2 separate regions of the Mus musculus genome follow, and region 2 is linked to region 1. The links are chromatin contacts, called in public promoter capture Hi-C maps. All regions are on one chromosome and are shown on one strand. The core of a region is the stretch at or near the end of the contact, and the rest is flanking DNA. Distances in the headings are between cores, read along the strand shown.

Evidence for each region. Promoter capture Hi-C pulls out the DNA fragments that hold promoters and counts their contacts.
Region 2: a contact with region 1 is called in a promoter capture Hi-C map of embryonic stem cells, with 12 times the contacts expected there. The contact joins the promoter of Zhx3 here to the enhancer-like site in region 1. A contact is called at or near these places in 4 of 39 promoter capture datasets (the C10 cell line, cranial neural crest, embryonic stem cells and 1 more), 1 of 115 datasets of contacts at active chromatin or transcription factors (embryonic forebrain) and 1 of 9 other capture datasets (embryonic stem cells).

Annotation. Positions count from the first base shown.
Region 1 is chr2:159,233,709-159,236,599 of GRCm38.p6, forward strand. No RefSeq gene overlaps it. Among named protein-coding and RNA genes, the nearest start is that of Gm25090, 96 kb to the left of the region's middle. Within about 2 kb of position 1,408, at least 19 of the 459 cell types and tissues checked have an H3K27ac peak or open chromatin away from gene starts, as enhancers often do. A contact at or near this core is called in embryonic stem cells, where this site is marked.
Region 2 is chr2:160,871,477-160,874,367 of GRCm38.p6, forward strand. It overlaps Zhx3 (zinc fingers and homeoboxes 3), which reads right to left and starts at 1,514. Exons shown (of 4, transcript NM_177263.3): 1 at 1,315-1,514. Gm35129 (a long non-coding RNA gene) reads left to right here and starts at 1,522. Exons shown (of 3, transcript XR_866921.2): 1 at 1,522-2,891.

The sequences.
Region 1 (2,891 bases), core at 158-2,657:
CTTGGCTTGCTCCTTCAGGCCCAAAGCTAGAGTCTGGGGATTTCCATTTGGGCTCTCCCTATAATGGGTTGTGTGACCTTGAAGCAGTTTTTTAACCTCGGGGTCTTGTTTCTTCAGCTGTAAAATGAGGGGGCAGCAGTGGGTAGTCCCCAAAGGCCTTCTAGTTTTTGCTGCTCTGAATTTTGTCTGTACAACATTCCATGTTTCTTTTCGATATCTTAACACCCTTGGCTTGCCAACAAGGAGAGTATGAACCTCAGTAAAAACATGATATGGTCTGTAGAATAACTGAGCCTGGGTACAGGAAGGTTAAAGTTGGTCCAGTTCACGCCAGCACTTGCACCTTGCTTCATTCTGGAGCTGAAATCCTCTCTTGTCAAACATCTGGAAGAAGTATACACATCATCAGACATCCAAATGTGGAGTTGGCCCCCGGGAAGCCATAGCACCAAGCAACTTTTACAGAATCAAGAATCAGGGAAAAGTCCGGTTTTGAAGCCTGGCTGCCAACCCTACCTGATCTTAGATGCTTAATCTTGAACTCTGAGTTTGCTGGGTCATTCTGAGGGGGCAAAGCAGATGCAAAACTGTAGTATTAGAAACAGCAACTCGCTCAGGTTGACTTGGGGTCATTCTCATCTCCGGTCCTCTGCTTCTCTAGAAGGCTTGTGTTTGTTTGTTTTTGTTTTTGATTTTTTGAGAATCAGTGTAATGATACAAAGCCAAGAGTTCAGCCCCGACAAATGTCCTAGGAACACCAGGGCATATTAGCCGTACTGTTGTCTTGGGTCTATTTGCTGCTGTACCTGTTCTGTGGTGCTGAACTCTCAGTCACATTTGCTCCTCTTCAATTATCTTTGTTTTTTCTAACATTTTTCTAGATTTACAGGCATATATTAATTTCTTGCATTGGCCAGATGCAAAGTGGATTCTTGATGAAGAAATCAAGAAACTCAAAACACACAACCAAGTCATTGATAAGTGTCCTTGATGAGATAAACCTGTTTCTTGAGCCATCTTTTGTCATCCTGAACTGCCTGTTTAATTGTGTCTGTTTTCCTCTCAGCAGGAAAACAGGGAAGAGGGGATGAGTCACAGAGTTCTCCTTGTGTGCCCAGGCCAATGGTCCTGAGGCATCCAGGAGAGCAGACAGTATAATGTCCAAATCCTTGGATGCAGAGGAGGTATGCTGGATGCTTCCTGAATCCTTTTCTGCCCCAGCAAGCAAGTATGCCCCACCCTTGTCTCCCAGCTACAACCTGCCAAGTGACTATTGACACATTGTGTGGAAATAAAGGTGGTGGGCGAGTAGCTGCTGATTCTAATGGCAGCGTGGGTAGTAGAGGCGGGCCAGTCCCAGCAGAGTGACAGCTGTGGTACCCAACACTGTCAGTGCAGACACTGAAGGCCTCTGTTCCCTAAGTCTGCCCACATTTGTGCGTCCTGTCACTGCCAGGGGTGACAAGCCCAAACACAAGGGCCTCGCTTTCTTATGCTAATGCTCCATAATGACAGCTTTCTCAGCCCACCAGGTGTGACAGCCACCACAGGCAGCTCCCCTCCCCCACTTCTGAGCTTCCCGCCCAAGCCCTGGGCTCCACTCAGGATTGAGCCAGCTGGAGGACAGACTTCCCTTCTTCCAGCCAGGAGCATTGTGGACCTATGGGAACCAGTTCTGGTGGTGTACATATTAAGTAATACCTACACAGGATCCCATTGGCTCCCGTATTTTTGTCTGTTCTACGTCTTCTTTCACCCTTTTTCTTACCTTCTAACCATAACCATCGCCATCTAAGCACATTGCAATTGTCCACACCTCTGCCTTTGATGACTGGGTCATAGTGACTGGTCCATGAATGAATATTAAATGGACAAAGGAATGAAGAACCACTAACCTGGGCTTCCTCTTCTCTTCTCTTCTCTTCTCTTCTCTTCTCTTCTCTTCTCTTCTCTTCTCTTCTCTTCTCTTCTCTTCTCTTCTCTCCTCTCCTCTTCTCTTCTCTTCTCTTCTTTTCTTTTCTTTTTGGTAAACTCCTATAGTATCCATCATACAGATGCCCATTTTATCCCAGGTAAGAAAAGGACTATACAGTGTCTATCCACTTAGGCTCACTTGGATATTTTTCTTCTAAGCCTTATTTTTTTTCAGCTCCTGCATCCAAATTCCTGCCCTGTGGGAGTTCTTTTTTTTTTTTTTTTTTTTTTGTCAACATTTTAAAATTTTTTAAAAATATTTTTATTAGGTATTTTCCTCATTTACATTTCCAATGCTACCCCAAAAGTCCCCCATACCCACCCCCCCACTCCCCTACCCACCCACTCCCTCTTTTTGGCCCCGGCGTTCCCCTGTACTGGGGCATATAAAGTTTGCAAGTACAATGGGCCTCTCTTTCCAGGGATGGACGACTAGGCCATCTTTTGATATGCAGCTAGAGTCAAGAGCTCTGGGGTACTGGTTAGTTCATAATGTTGTTCCACCTATAGGGTTGCAGATCCCTTTAGCTCCTTGGGTACTTCCTCTAGCTCCTCCATTGGGGGCCCTGTGATCCATCCAATAGCTGACTGTGAGCATCCACTTCTGTGTTTGCTAGGCCCTGGCATAGTCTCACAAGAGACAGCTATATCTTAAATTCTAATTTTCACATTCCAAGATCTTATGCACACAGATAAGTTTTCTTCTCTGTAAATAAGTATGAATCCATCCCTGGACCATCAGTCTCACCCAAGAAGCCACGTCCCAAAGGCACATACTGTCTCACAGAAGATGCCCAAAGGTTCTGTTGCCTTTGTGGAGGAGCTAGTGAAAGGCACAGTCAATGACTGCTCTAATGCAGCTCTCTGGATTTTCTTTCCCCTCAGCGCAATCTGGCCGATCCTGTAGCCCTGTTCTA
Region 2 (2,891 bases), core at 264-2,763, 1.6 Mb after region 1:
ACCACTGCACAAATCAAGCATGGCCCAATGTATCAAGGTCACAAAACCAACTTGGTTAATATGTTTATCATTACACAGCAGCCCTGTCCCTTAAAGCTGCTTTGATACCATCTCTCCAAGGCACACACATACAAAGGCCCTTTTGCTCATTTCCTAAGTCTCTTTGATACATTCTTTGCTGTTTCTGGATTTTTCCACTGTATGTCTCTTAGAAGCAAATTAAGCCCGAAATCAGTTGTTCCAGCTAATGAAGTGTGCTTTTGGATCTTTTCTCCTCGGTTGAGAATTATCCGGCAAGCTACCAATTATTTTAGAACACATTTCTGTTAGTTTTGAAATATTGTGATGCTACGTTACCACAAACAAAAAAATAAATCAAGATAGCAACATACGAGACCATGTGTGTTTGTGTGTGTGTGTGTGTGTATGTATGTGTATATATATATATATATATATATATATATATATATATATATATATATATATGAAAAGTGCCGTACTCTTTTTTTTCATTAAAAAAATGTGTAGATGCCTCATGAATAAACATTTTAGGCTATCTAGATAAATATATGTGTTGGCATGACATCCAGAAAGGCAGAAAAGAGCATGCCTTCCCTTCTCTAACACCCCCACCCCCACCCGCGTCACATAACAGTTTCTCACAGGACACACTACCCTGGCAATCACTGTTCACAAATGCAAGCCACACAACTCAGAATGCCTCAAGCTCTCAGGTACTTTGCACCCTAAGCCCCACACCCCACCCACTCCCCAATCACTTCCAACAGGTTTCTCTGAATGAAAACCCCAAACTGGAGAGGCTTCCCAGGTCCCAAACTCTGCTCACACGCCCATCTGGATATCCCAGAACCCGGGTGTTTCCGCGTGGGCAAGGAGGATTCCACTGTACCCCGGAGTGGTTCGAGTCCCGACGCTCATTTCACCAGACGCACCGGTGCCAGCCGCTCGCCAGCCGCCCGCGGGATGCGGACACACGCACCCACGGCCAGGCCCCCCACCTCCGGCCCGCTTCGGCTCCTTCTGCAACTCTGTCCCGCGCGACCACCCAGACCCTGGACTCCCGGGCGTGGAGCCCACGGCGAGCGAGCGCGGCGCTGACAGATGGGGAAGGCGGGACATCGGGGGGAAGGGGCGGGGCCGCTCGGAGCGGGGGTGCTGGCGGCTGACAGGGCCGGGCGGGAGCCGGGCCTGGCGGGAAGGCGCTCGCAGACACACAGGGGCTGACAGGCGGGGAGACACACAGACGCCCGGGACTGACAGCTCTGGGGACGTTGGGCCTCGGCGGGCGCTCACCTGGCGGCGGCGGCGGCGGCACCCGTGGCCCCCGCTGCTCTCCCCACGCCGCGAGCCTCCCTCCTTCCTTGGTGGGCGGCCGGCCGGCACAGGCCCCGCGGAGGCGGCGGCGGCGGCGGTGGCGACGCCAGATCCACGGACTGCTTCTGGGGCGAAGACGAGCAGCACCAACTGACTCCCGGCCGCTCGGCCGAGCTCGGTGGCACTCGGAGGCGTTCGGCTCCGGTCGGCCCTCCTCGACTCGGCTGGGGGCGTGGCTCGACCCCACCCCCCACCCCCCGCCCGGGTCGCCTCAGGCGCTAGGAGGCGGGGCTTTGGGAACGGGCGCAAGCCCCTTGACGTCGCGGGGAGCGGACCTTACCCAGAGCGCATGCGCAGCTCGGCTGCGGGCCAGCGTTCTCTGTGTTGGGGGCCACGGGGGCAGGGGAGGCGGACAACTGAGCGGATGCTGAGGCCCTAAGCGGTTCCCGGCCTTTGTGCTCCGTATCCTGGTCTTTCTTGAGGGCCACCTAAGGAAGGCCACACGAGGTTAAACTTTCAAAAGGATGTAGTCTGGGCAAGGGTCCCAGACCCATGCGCCCTCTCTCCAGTGCAGTGTTTCCAAATTAGCCACATTTGGGAGTTGCTTTAACGCCACTAAGGGTTCACGGCAGGTTCTAGTATCTTGTTTACTCAGAGAAATAGCGGCCGAAACGAAGGCATGATCTCCGATTCTTTAACACTGTCTTAGGATAGTGGCGCTTTCAAACACCTGCTCCCTTCATGTACATTTTCACAGCTGCTGTTGGCCTGGAATTAAAAATCTTGGTTCCTGTTCCAGGCACCTTTTCACAACAGAACCTAAATCTGTGGCAAATATGTTTAGAAAGTGGTCCCCTACTGCTTCGGATCCAGATTGACAAATAGAGCTCTGAAGACTGAGCGGGTCCCAACCCCAAATTAGCTTATATCGAATATCAACTGGCCACAATTGCTCATCCACAAAAGGCAACAAAATGTTAGGATTATATAGAATGAGTGAGAAGATTAAATGGCAGTCTATATAAAGCTTCTTGCACGTTATCTTGGTGTTTAGCAAATGAGGCTGACTTTATTGCTGTGTATAAGATGGTCTACACCCATAATCTCACTGAAAGAGGCTGAAGCAGGAGGATTGCAAGTTTGGGATCAGCCTAGGCTACAAAGCAAGTTCCAAACCAGTCTGGACTACATAGTAAGAACCTGTCTCAAAGAGCAAAACAAAAAAAGCTGAATTTATCACAGTTAGTAAATGTATGTTTTAAGTGTGAGCAATGTGTCAAACTTAACATGTCCAGCATCAAACACTAGAACTTGTACCTTAACACACTGCATATGGTTATTACACAATCTTCCTCATTACATACAGTTCATGTCAAGCCCAGTTTTGTTTTGTTTTGTTTTGTTTTGTTTTGTTTTTAATGATCAGGCCAAAGGTCTCAGCCACCCTTCACTCCTCTCTTCCAATCATAGCCATCTTAATCCATTAGCCAGCCTGCCAGCCCCACCTTTAGACATCTGCATGCTGGGAATACTGCAATAGCATCTTCCCTACCTGC